Linked DNA regions of Mus musculus: all the other regions are linked to region 1. The links are chromatin contacts, called in public HiChIP or PLAC-seq and promoter capture Hi-C maps. All regions are on one chromosome and are shown on one strand. The core of a region is the stretch at or near the end of the contact, and the rest is flanking DNA. Distances in the headings are between cores, read along the strand shown. Region 1 holds the start of Aatk (apoptosis-associated tyrosine kinase). Region 2 holds the start of Alyref (Aly/REF export factor). Region 3 holds the start of Sgsh (N-sulfoglucosamine sulfohydrolase (sulfamidase)). Region 4 holds the start of A930037H05Rik (RIKEN cDNA A930037H05 gene).

Region 1 (2,730 bases), core at 110-2,609:
ACCCCTAGGTTCTGTGCCTTTGGTTGCCTGGTGAAATGGTGACCTCCAAGCCCCTTGGCTCACCCAGGAAGTCATTTCTGAGCAAAGGACACTTATAGCCCTATACCAGATAGACAGCTCCATCGGCTCCCCTCCCTGGGAGCAAATGCCTTCAGATCCAGCCCTGCCCAGGGGACTCTGTGCATCACTGCACATTCTGGCCCCACTCCAGGAGGGAGACCCAGGAGAGTCATCGTATGTGAGCCGGGCTTTGTTTGGGCTGTGCAGCCAAAGCCAAAGCTCCAGGGACTTGTGGGTGGGACTCCAGGCTCCTCCTGGGCACAGGTTCATTCCCCTCCCTCCCAGGCTAAGCAAACAGAATCAGGATTAGAAACAGCTGCCCTGGCCCCCTCTGCCCACCACAGCTGTCCACCGTGGCCAGGCAGTTGTGGTAAACACATTACCCTGGTGTCCACTAGCCAGGTGGAGCAAGATGCCCGACCCCAGGTCCTGTGCAGTTAGTCAGCACCACCTCTCTAGAATGGGACCTCAGGTGGGCTCATGCTAGGGTCTTCGTCGGTCCCCACACCCACCACAGGCTGCCGAGGGAGATGGGCACGCTGCCTTGCCAGGGATTTGCAGAAAACAGCACCAGGGTTAGGAAGGAGCCTTCCACCAGAACATGGATGAGCAAGCTTCCACAGCGGGCCTGGGCTCCTGCCCTGCCTCACAGAACACCCCTCACCTCCCCAGGGCCCTGAGTCCTGGCAACCTCTCTCCGGGACACCTGGGGCCAACACAGGCCCTCTTGTCCCAGTTACCTGTGCCAGGGAGGCATCCAAAGAGGCAGGGGCTGATGCTGCCAGCCAGCGCTGAAGGGGCCGGCTGTACAGGGTCTGGCCCCAAGGCCTGCCCACCTCCGGAGACCTGTAGTGGGTCCTCGCCGGTCCCTGTTCTTCTGCGGGGACTCAGGGCGGAGAAAGGGTTAATTTCCAGGCAAAATGGGAAACCGTGGCTCCAGCAGCATCATGTCGGCGGTAGGGAGACAGGTGGGGGGGCAGTCGCAGCCGCAAGGCCGCCTCCGAGGGCGCCGCGCGGACTCACCCGGGTCGAAGTGGGAGCTGAAGGCAAAGCTGGGGTTGAAGAAGGACGACGACATGGCCAGGGCCAGCAGCGCGATGAGCATCCCCAGGGCGGGCGCTGCGCTTAAGCTCAGAACGCCGGCGGCCTGGGCCGGCGTTCCGGCATCATCGTCCAGCGGCCTCCGCAGGTGCGGAGCGCACGGCCCCCCGCTCCTAGCGCCCCCAGCCACCGCCGCAGCGCGGGCACCAGTGGGGGCGGCGACAGACTAGGCGCCTCCGCCCGCCGCCGCGGCGCCGCGGGGCTCTGGCTGGTGCAGTCCGAAAACACGCGGGAGCGCGCGCGAGGTGGGGGGGGGGGAGCAGGGGGGGATGGAGATGGGGGCTGGGGGTTACTTTCTGGGACAAAGCAGGGGAGGGGCACGCAGTTCGTGGGACAATGAGGGAAGGAGAGGGGTCACGGAGGTGGGGGGGCTATGAAATAAGGGGGGATGAAGACAGGGGCGCAGAGGCTGGGCAGCGCGAAGGCTGGGGACACGGAGAGGGGACAGAGGCAGGGGAGGTTCACGTAGGTCGTGGGACACTAAGAGATGGGGAGGGGGCACGGAAGCTGGGACTACGGTGGGGGGGGGGCAAATGAAGTCTGAGGGCACGGAGGGGAGGTAGGAGTGCACAGATGATACGGAGGGGGCCGAAGCCTGGGAGGCATGGAGACTGGGGGAAAGGTAGGGGACCTAGGCAGAAGGAGGGGTACAGGCTGTGGGACACTAAAGGATGCAGGCTGGGGAGAGGGCACAGAGGCTGATGCTATGGGAGCTGAGGAGCACCGAGCGGAGACACAGCAGAGAAGGGACACGCAGGTCTTGGCATACGAAGGGTGTGGGCTGAGGGAAAGGGTATGCAGGCCTCGGCTACTGGAAAGGAGACTGGACGGGACAGGGAGGAGGGACACGGAGTGTTGAGATGGAGACAGTGGGGTCATCGAGGCTTTGGGGCTCCAAAGAAGTCTGCTACTAAGTGGGTGGGGGTTTTGGAAGAAGGAGCCGATGGTTGCGAGTGACGAAGGCCAGGGGCATCCAGGCAGGTTAGAGGAGAGTACGGAGGTCGAAGGTCCGGGGAGGCTGAGATGAGGATGAGGGGTCAAGCCCTAGATGGGAGAGCGACTGAGACTGGAAGCTGATTTGAGACTGTGGGCATCTCAAGAGGTCACTGACTTCGTGGTGGTTGTCACGGAGGCCAAGGGTCACAGGTGAGGTTACAGACCGGAGTGTCCATGGAGGTGCAGAGCTGGGGTCCTGCTGAGTAGCGGATGGTGGAAGGAAATACTAGGTGGGGGATCCAGGAACTCATGGTTACAGGGTTACTCGCAGGTTTGGGGGTGGCTTGTCAGGACACGCTTACACCGGTTGGGGTGCTGTTTTTGCACTGACCGCCTGCAGCTGTGCCACGATGCGACAAACGGCTGGCCCCATCTGGCCCCATCAGCGCAGAACAGCCGGGGCGCTTGGAGCAGGCGGCGGCGCCGGGCACCGACGCCGTGCCCCGCGCCCCTCCTCCTCCCGCCGCAGCGCCATCTTGCAGCGTTGCTAAGAAGCTGCAGGCCTGGCGGCATGTAGGCGAGGCACGAAGAGGGGTTGTCACCTGCATGCAGCTCTGGGGTCCTGGACAACCA
Region 2 (2,871 bases), core at 150-2,649, 550 kb after region 1:
GGCCCAGCACACCTGACTCAGTTCTGGCTATATCAAAGCTAATTCCCAAAATTATGCCTTGTAACCAGAGAACTCTAAATGCCTCTGAGGTCCAGTTTATAAAGAAATTTAAAAAGACACAAAATCCAAGAAGGGAGGGGAAGAGAAAAAAAATATTTCGAAGGCATGGAGAACCATGACCCAGGTAAGACCCAGGAAAGATCGCCAGTTAAGATCCAGCACAGAGACGCAGGCTGGAAGATACTCTCAGCCACCTTTCTCAGCATCTGGGAGATGCTGGACTTCCTTCTCCTATCAGTTCACCATATCGAGCATAAATCTGAGAAGCAAGCACCTTTCGGTCATGCTGGGACCGGAGTTGTGGCCAGTCTGTGCAGGTTAGAAACTGTAAGCTCTGGCACAGGGCAGGCGCTCACAGTTTGGACAGCAGACAGGACTCATTTTTAGGGGGGCGCGCGCACACACACACATACACACACAGTGTGTGACATCTTCCTGCAGCCTGGCTTATGGGGTCGTGCTCAAACCCTACTTTTTCTGAGGCCAAGGCTCTCAGGGTGACAGTGGCTGGCTCTGGGCAGCCTAGGGGAGGGCAGGTTCCAATCTGTAAAGGATCCTGGAGCCCACGTCCGCGTGGGACGAGGAAAGCGGAGAGCTCCCGTCTCCTACCTGAATATCAGCATCTGACACTCCGAAGTCCAGGTTGGACACCAGCAGCTTCCCGCCGGTCTCCACGCCGGCTCCACCCCCGAAGCCGCTGTCGAAGAGGTCGTGCTGCCATTTGTCGGGAAGTTGTTTCGGCTGGAGAGAAACCGTAAGCACAGAGACACTCGTGAGACTCGTCCCGGGAGCCCGCGACACCTCGGCGACGCTCTCCCGTCGGCCCCGCGGCCAAGGTCGAGGAGCCCCGAGAGTCCCCCAGCCCCGCCGCTCCGCTACGGACACCCAAGTTCTCTCGCAGCGGCCCCCGCCGCCACGAGGCTGGACCACGACCGGACAAAGCGTCCCGGAAGATCCTGGCCTCGGGACGGCCTCGCCCCCGCCCACCCCTCGGCCGCGGTCCCGCGCGGGACGCTCACCCGGTCCCGGCCGGCCCGGGCGCACCCTCCCCGGCCCGCGCCGCAGGTCCCCGCACTCACTCTGCTGTACGGCGCCGGCCGGTTCCTGCCGCCGCCTGCGGCGCCGCGGGCGATGGCGGGCCGGTTCCTCATAGGCCCGCCGCCTCGATTCACCCGCGCGGCGGCCTGCACTGCGCCGCCGCGGCCGCCCTGGGAGCCGGCCCTGCCGCGACCCCGGCCCCCGCCGCGGCCTCCTCGCTGGCTCCGGTTCAGCTTAATGATGTCGTCCAAAGACATGTCCATTTTGTCGGCCATGGCGGGCGCGGATTCGGGCCTCGGATCGAGCCCGCGCGTCAGCACGCCGCGGCGTCACTTCCGGCGCCTCCCCCTGCCTTCCGGCGTCGCGGGCCCGAAGCGAGCGGCGATTGGTCTGGGCGCGCGCGATTCCGCAGAGCGCCTGCGTACGGCTCGCCGCGGTGGCTGGCGCTACTTCGGAGGAGCCCGACGCGGCGCGGTCGTTTTTATACATTCCCGCGCGGAGGCAACGGAAGGGCGGGGCGCCTCGTGATTAGGCCGCGGAGGTGCGAGGGCGAGCAGGGGGCGGGGCCTGCGGGCGCCTCCCTGGGAGGCCGGAAGATCCTCGGGCGTCGCCTGGGTGCAGCGCAGTGTGCGCGTCCCGCGTCCCTCCTCACCGTGCGATCGTGGGGGTCCCGGCCGGTCCGTGGGTCCGACTTGGTTGTTTTTGCTCGAAGGCTCGGTCTCCTGACGAGCTGGCGTCCTCACCCCTGCTTTAACTTCGCGGATTAGTGACAGTCACTCTTTCCATATCTTTAAAAGCGAGGCCCTGGTTAGTGAAAACCAATGTTTTGCGTGGATGCGGAGGTTTTGTTTTTGTTTTTTTGTTTGTTTTCGTTTCCTGTTTGGCTGATCTGCTTCTGCCCCGGGATTAGAGGCGTGTGCCACCGTGCCAGACTACATGAGTGCAGATCTTTAAAGGCATCCTTAAAGGTGGCAAAATAAACTCGTGCCATTAATCCCACAGGCTCTCCTTGCCGTCTTTAAAGACAAACACGTGCCTTTTTCTTTCTTTTTGGTCGGGACGCACGGAATTTTGGAAGATGCCGTTCTTGACGAGTGCAGCACTTGCCGCAGCTCCATGACTTTGAGCTTAGGTGCTTTCGTATTCCGTACTAACTCCAGGTCATCCTCTTCCCTCAGGTCACAGGCTCTGTTGTCATGAAGGTGAAAATTAAATGTTGGAATGGTGTGGCCACTTGGCTCTGGGTAGCCAATGATGAGAACTGCGGCATCTGCAGGATGGCGTTTAATGGCTGCTGTCCAGACTGTAAGTGTCTTCCTATGCGCTCTCAGAACTTTAGCCTACTCCACCAGCCTAAAAATCCCTAGGTTTCCCAGCACTGGGTAGGCAGAGACTGGAGGATCTCTGAGTTTGAGTTTAGCCTGGTCAACAGGACAAGTTACCTAACCCTAACCGAAACCCCACCGGACAGTGGTGTTGCACGCCTTTAATCCCAGCACTCTGGAGGCAGAGGCAAGTGAATCTCTGAGTTCAAGGCCAGCCTGATCTACAGAGGGAGTTCCAGGACAGCCAGGGCTACACAGAGAAACCCTGTTTTGAAAAAAAAACAAAAAACAAAACAAAACAAAAACAAAAAGCCAAACAGTGCAAGTTCCAGGATAACCAGGGCTACAAAGAAAAGCCCTGACTTGATAAAAGACCAGGTAAAACAAAAACAAAAAATTGTGGGTTTTAGTTTCTATTATCTGAGGGGAAAGTCGACAGAAAAAAGAA
Region 3 (2,712 bases), core at 28-2,527, 690 kb before region 1:
AGAGGTCTCAGCTCTTGCCTCTGACCCTGATCATTCAGTCCTAAAATTCCTGCTGTCATTATCTGAATCCAGTCTTCAACAGTTAAGTGAGGGTGGGGTCCAATCGAACAGGACTGTGGCATTTCTCTGTCAGGTTTGGAAATGAGACAGGTGTCATCAACAATCCAGGAAGGCCTCCCCAGAAACAGAGGGAGGAGCCGGCTCTCTGAACCCAGTCTCTCCATATAATGAAATTGTTAGACTTACATTGGTTTGTTAAAAACCTGGCCTGTAGTGTGGCGTGCATGTGTGCATGCGTGAGTGTGACTCTATTTTCTGCTTTGTCCGTATTTTCCCTGCATGTACATATACAACAGTTACAGATCCCTGTGAGCCGCCATGTGGGTTCTGAGTATTGAACCTGTGTCCTCTGGAAGAGCAGCCACTTCTCCTAACCACTGAGCCACCTCTCTAGCCCTGAGACTGCCAGGTTTTGTTGTGATGGCTGTCCAAGCTGAGACAGGACCGAAGTTCCAGAGCCACACGAACTGGCTCCAGAGGATTCCAGCGCCAATCCTATCCGGTGGATATACACCCTAGGCCGATCTTCGAGACTATCCTTGGAGAGATTGGGGGTAGTGCTGCAAAGACAGCACTGTTTATGTTACAATTAACCAACTGGCTTGCCCAGATACCACAAAGTTTATCAGAAGAGTGGGCCTGGCCCAGAGCCAGACCTCAGAAGGCCTGGGCTGTCACAAGCCAGGCACTGATCACCCAAACAGGAAGTCTCATGAATGCAGGAGGAACTTGGTGGTTTGCGTGGGCATTGGAGTACTGTACTTTTGGGCCAGGAGCTAAGAGAACTGACCAGGGCATCCTGCAAAAACTCGGGGACTCAGGCTATTCTCATTTCTGGAACCTTATCAGAGGTCTGCATGAGTAGCCGGGGTCCACCGGGTCTCCTTGGCAGCTTTGACTACAGATGTGGGAATGCTGGCCAGCTTGGGGATGGCAGAAGCGGGAGGGCCAGACGCATTTAGAGTCACCAGGAAGAGACCTGCAACAGGAGGCTCGGCAAGGAATTGGCGCGCCGGGGTCAGCATGGGCCAGTGGCGGGGAAGAGCCCAGTGGCCGCTTCTGGGAGCAGCAGCAGGTGGCCGTGCCAGGGACGGCGGCACTCACCAACTATCAGTAGCACGTTGCGCGAGTGCGCGCCGCAGAGTCCCAGGACCAACAGAATTGTGCAGCAGGCCAGTCCCGGGCAGTGCATGGCGGCGCCGGTCAGGGTAAGCGGTTCCGGCTCGTCCGCTCCCCACGGTCACGTGCACGGCAGGCCCCGCCCATGTCCTGCCCACTCTGTTTCTGAGATTCCTGCGGACTCAGCTACCGCCACTTCGGAAGACCCTGAGTCTCAGCGTCCGGTGGGTGAATCTGGGTCCTTGTGATGGAGAGAGGGAGTGTGTGGCGGTGTGGGCTGGGGTCACCAGGAGCTGTGGGGCCAGCGCTGAGTCCTCGGGTGAGCCCTACTCCGGGAACCCTCCCTACCGCAAACCATTAGAGTCCGGGCCGCCTTACTCCAGGTTCTCAGACTTGTTTGTGTTCCCCACTGGGACCTCAGCCTCCGTTTCCCAACCCCCCCCCCCCATACCCCACCCCGCGATCCCGGGATCCCGCGCTAGCGGCGGCGTGGGGGTGGGGAGGAGTGGATTTTGTCCAGAGTGTCATTTCCAGGGCTGGGGCGTGTGGACCAGTAATGAGGAGTCAGCTATGGGCTGGGACACGTGTGTGTGTGTGTGTGTGTGTGTGTGTGTGTGTGTGTGTGTGTGTGTGTGTGTGTGTCTGTTCGCCAGGATCTTAGCGGATGCTACGTACCTAGAATTAATTTGAGAGCTTCAGTTAGTCTTTGGAAAACAAAGTAGAATCTTCAGCCCTCCCACCCTTGGGCTATGAATGCCACAAGTGGGTGCTGGGTAAATCTTGACTTCAGGGATGTCACATACTCCCACCCCCTTTCCCCCAACTGCAGCCCTTAGTGGTGGGTGGAGTCCTACCTAACACCTTGGTGGCCCTCTGCGGTGGTGAGGTGTACACTTGGTGAGGTGTAAATCTTGGCTCCTCAGGGCCTCCTGGCTGCCTACCTACACACTCTGCCGGCCAGAGGAAGCCTGAGCCTGCAGGACCTGCTTCTTCTGGGCTGGGATAGTCAGGTTCCCCGGGGAGGGGGTAAAAGAAAGGAGCAGGTTCTTCGGGGTGAAAATGTCGTCTTTAGGCATCCCCTCAAGAGCTAGTTTGCGGGGGGCGGGGAGGGGGGGTTGGTAGGGGTTGACAGTGGAGAGACACCAGAGCTTGGGATCAGGGGCTATGGCCCAGAGATGGGAAAGAGAGGCTGAGGCCTCCCTGAATCCTTGGTGCAGGCCCATGTGCACATTTTGCTGGCTTCCTTTCCCAGATCATGGTGGTTTGGTAAACTTAGCCACCTGGCTCAGCCTCCCTGCCACAAAAGGCAGGCTATGCTCCTGACGCCCTTGGGAAGATAACGCCACCTTCTCCCAAGCTCAGCCCCTGATCACTGCTCCATGTCACCCATGCCCAGCTCTGTGAAAGGTCTGGGTCAGACCAGATCCCCCAGCCTGCACATGGCACCAGACACATGCTGCTGCTCTGCTACGGCCCTGAGGAGGAGGCTACCCGTCCTGGCCTGGGTGCCTGACTACTCTCTGCAGTGGCTGA
Region 4 (2,887 bases), core at 131-2,630, 560 kb before region 1:
CTAAGAAATAAAATATGAACCATCCGTTTCTAATACCAGAGAAGGTACCTTAGATACACTTAAGTTTACCAGATCATAAAAAAGCAAGAGGTCGCAAACCCCAGTCCTTCCTGCTGGTACCTGCTGGCCTTGGCTCTTTTGTCTTAAGGTAAAGACAAACAAAAGGCTACAATCTAGAGCTGGAGAGCTGGTTCAGCAATTGCCAAATATGTGCTGCTGTTTCAGAGGGCCCAAATTCAATGCCTAGCACCCATGTCAAGAGGACCACAGGCTCCTGTAACTTGAGCTCCAGGGGAATCTAACTCTTCTGGTCTCCGTGGGCACCTGCATTCGTTACCAGACTTACAAGAATGAAAATAAATCTCTAAGAAAAAAAAAAAACACTACAGTCTGCTGAGCTCATGTCATTGAGAGGGAGATACACATTAGGTAAGGCTCTGGGTACTAAACGGACAGGATGGGTATTTGGGGTAAGAGACCTATACTAGAAACAGAAAGACTGGTCCTCATTAAGTACTCACCCAGCAGGAAATGAATGAGGCAGACTAATGCAATCAAGAATATAAAAACTACAGTTCTGCACCAAATCGTTGAGCATAGCCAACTTTGCGTTTTGTTTTGGGTTGACACCCTGTAGTGCCTAATCTTGTTTGTGGACTTGGCTATATCTGGAATGAACTAAAACCTAAGAGTCCAGATACCTGCCCTCTATCTAGGACACACCTTCTGGTGGCAGCCTGTATAAAAAGACATGAAAGAAGGAAGCTTTTGTTTTTTGCCTGCTTATGGCAAGCTCTAAATCCCCTTTATGTATTTTCTATCGGTTCTCTTCCTCTAGAAGAACCCTAACTAACACACACACACACCCTGGTCTGGAGGATCCTTTGTTTTTGTTTTTTCGAAATGGGATTTCTCCGTGTAGTCCTGGTTGTCTTAGAACTCAATTACTGTAAACCAGGCTGGCCTCGTATTCAGGGATCCTCTTTACTCAAATGCTGGAATTAATGGAGTGCGCCCACGCCCAGGACCCTCGACTTCACTGGTTTTTGAGTTCTTATTCCGGACTAATTTCTCACAATCGGTACAACTGAAAAAATCTATGCTGCAAAGGTGTCTCAAGTTTGCACAGAGGTTTTCTGCTCCGCAAGCGCGTGCTCATACGCAATGTGTCGATGTGCGGACCCGAACCTGGCAGTAATTGGAACCGCGTTACCCCAGGGCTCAGGGCTCCGTGTGTGCGAGGGATGCAACTGCTGGCCAATCTTTTCAGAGCGGGGCCGAAGCTGCTGGAGGGCTGGAGGCGCCAGGTAAGGCGCAGAGCTGGGCTTGCATTTCCCAAACCTGTGCGCCAACCCACCTACGGGACGGGACGCCGGCATCTGAGAGAGTCGCGCGGGAAGAAGTCAGCGCTCGGCGCCCAGCACTGCTGTGACAGCGGCCCCTGGTGGCGGCAACCTCAGCTGAAGCGGAGGGACGCTAAACGAGCGAGGCTAACAGCTCGGCGCCGGCGCTCCGGAAGTGACGTCCTCAAAGCCTCGAGGCGCTAGCCATGGCTCACACGGCCGCTGAGCGGCCGCCAGAGGAAACCCTGTCGCTGTGGAAAGGGTAATGGGGTCGGGGTCGTGCATTAGCCAAGGGGGTGGCCTTCTCCAGTGACCTCCGACCTCACAGCCCCTGTGGCGGCTGGGAAACTGACCCTCGGTGCTGCGGCACAGGCCTGCTCCGGGCCGCCGGCTGCCGGAAGTTGCAGCCAGCCTTTGTGGGCGTGGTCCTCGTTTCCGGTACCGGGGATTCCCATCGCCGAGAGCTTTTCCTTCTCAGTGTGGCTTGATGGACAAAAAGGAGAGAGGGTGGGCTGGGAGGGGGGACGCCCCGAGCGTCGCGCTCTTCCCATGGGCCCTGAGCCCGTTTGATGTTCGTGTCCTATTAGGGAACAAGCCCGGCTGAAAGCGCGCGTGGTGGATCGGGACACGGAGGCCTGGCAGCGGGACCCCAGCTTCTCGGGCCTGCAGAAGGTCGGGGGCGTGGATGTGTCCTTCGTGAAAGGGGACAGTGTCCGGGCCTGCGCTTCCCTGGTAGTGCTGAGCTACCCCGAGCTCAAGGTAACCCGGGTGGGATGTTGCGCCCGGTGCAGTTCGATCGTAGGCAGAGAGCCAGGGTCCAGTTTTATAAAATTTACTTTTTTTTTTTAATACTTGCACCCCGTAGTGTATATATATATATTTGATGCTAGGAAGCCGACTCAGGCCCTCGAATGTGTTAGGCAAGGGACTGATACACTTCCACCCCGTTTGTAGAGTGTAATGAATAGATTGGAATGCCTTTGAAGAAAAGTTTTCAAAAGCAAAAAGCAGAGGAAATATGGGCACCAGGATGCTTGTGATGTACATAAACTCCCACGGGTCTACATATATGTACACAAATGGTGAATTAAAAGTAGTTTTTAAAGGATCGACAGACAATTCCAGGTCTGGTTGTTGTGTTTCTGATCAGATGGAAGGGACTCGGAAGCCCAGGGACCTTAAAATTCTGAGGGGAAAGGTGTCCCAATGGAAAGGCATCGTGAGACACAAGGACCCGGGAACCACACAGCTCTGAGAGGAAGCCTCAGCCCCGCTCTCTCCACTTCTCTTCTCTTCTCTTCTCTTCCTTGCTTCTTTTCTGACAGGAGAGTTACACCAAGCAGGAAATTTTATGAAAGAGATTTATTGGAGGGAAGACTCCAGGAGGAGGAGGAGGGACTAATCTAGGAATGGCTGCCCTCTGCTCTCGGGGGGGGGGGGGGGGGGGGGGGGGCAGACAGCAGGAAACTGGACAAAGGGGCAGTGCTTTTATAGGATTTCTGAGGGGACAGAGCTTCTCAGGGCAGAGATTTCCAGAATGAGGA

Evidence for each region. Promoter capture Hi-C pulls out the DNA fragments that hold promoters and counts their contacts. HiChIP or PLAC-seq counts read pairs in DNA pulled down with a chosen protein or histone mark.
Region 2: a contact with region 1 is called in an H3K4me3 HiChIP or PLAC-seq map of embryonic limb bud, with 2.7 times the contacts expected there. The contact joins the promoter of Alyref here to the promoter of Aatk in region 1. A contact is called at or near these places in 2 of 115 datasets of contacts at active chromatin or transcription factors (embryonic limb bud and pancreatic cancer cells).
Region 3: a contact with region 1 is called in a promoter capture Hi-C map of embryonic stem cells, with 4 times the contacts expected there. The contact joins the promoter of Sgsh here to the promoter of Aatk in region 1. A contact is called at or near these places in 1 of 39 promoter capture datasets (embryonic stem cells), 2 of 115 datasets of contacts at active chromatin or transcription factors (bone marrow-derived macrophages and pancreatic cancer cells) and 1 of 9 other capture datasets (embryonic stem cells).
Region 4: an H3K4me3 HiChIP or PLAC-seq map of forebrain shows a contact between it and region 1, with 3 times the contacts expected there. The contact joins the promoter of A930037H05Rik here to the promoter of Aatk in region 1. A contact is called at or near these places in 5 of 39 promoter capture datasets (the 3T3-L1 cell line, the C10 cell line, embryonic stem cells and 2 more), 7 of 115 datasets of contacts at active chromatin or transcription factors (acute myeloid leukemia, bone marrow-derived macrophages, cardiomyocytes and 4 more) and 2 of 9 other capture datasets (macrophages and pancreatic islet).

Annotation. Positions count from the first base shown.
Region 1 is chr11:120,045,786-120,048,515 of GRCm38.p6, forward strand. It overlaps Aatk (apoptosis-associated tyrosine kinase), which reads right to left and starts at 1,360. Exons shown (of 14, transcript NM_001198785.1): 1 at 1,084-1,360. The coding sequence starts at 1,165.
Region 2 is chr11:120,596,966-120,599,836 of GRCm38.p6, forward strand. Alyref (Aly/REF export factor) reads right to left here and starts at 1,400. Exons shown (of 6, transcript NM_011568.1): 1 at 1,140-1,400; 2 at 670-801. The coding sequence starts at 1,373. It overlaps Anapc11 (anaphase promoting complex subunit 11), which reads left to right and starts at 1,567. Exons shown (of 3, transcript NM_001038230.2): 1 at 1,567-1,905; 2 at 2,277-2,403. The coding sequence starts at 2,295.
Region 3 is chr11:119,354,233-119,356,944 of GRCm38.p6, forward strand. Sgsh (N-sulfoglucosamine sulfohydrolase (sulfamidase)) reads right to left here and starts at 1,278. Exons shown (of 8, transcript NM_018822.3): 1 at 1,165-1,278. The coding sequence starts at 1,252. It overlaps Slc26a11 (solute carrier family 26, member 11), which reads left to right and starts at 1,325. Exons shown (of 17, transcript NM_178743.3): 1 at 1,325-1,403; 2 at 2,576-2,712. The coding sequence starts at 2,619.
Region 4 is chr11:119,489,855-119,492,741 of GRCm38.p6, forward strand. A930037H05Rik (RIKEN cDNA A930037H05 gene) reads right to left here and starts at 1,381. Exons shown (of 4, transcript NR_153849.1): 1 at 1,189-1,381. It overlaps Endov (endonuclease V), which reads left to right and starts at 1,493. Exons shown (of 9, transcript NM_001164636.1): 1 at 1,493-1,605; 2 at 1,931-2,102. The coding sequence starts at 1,550.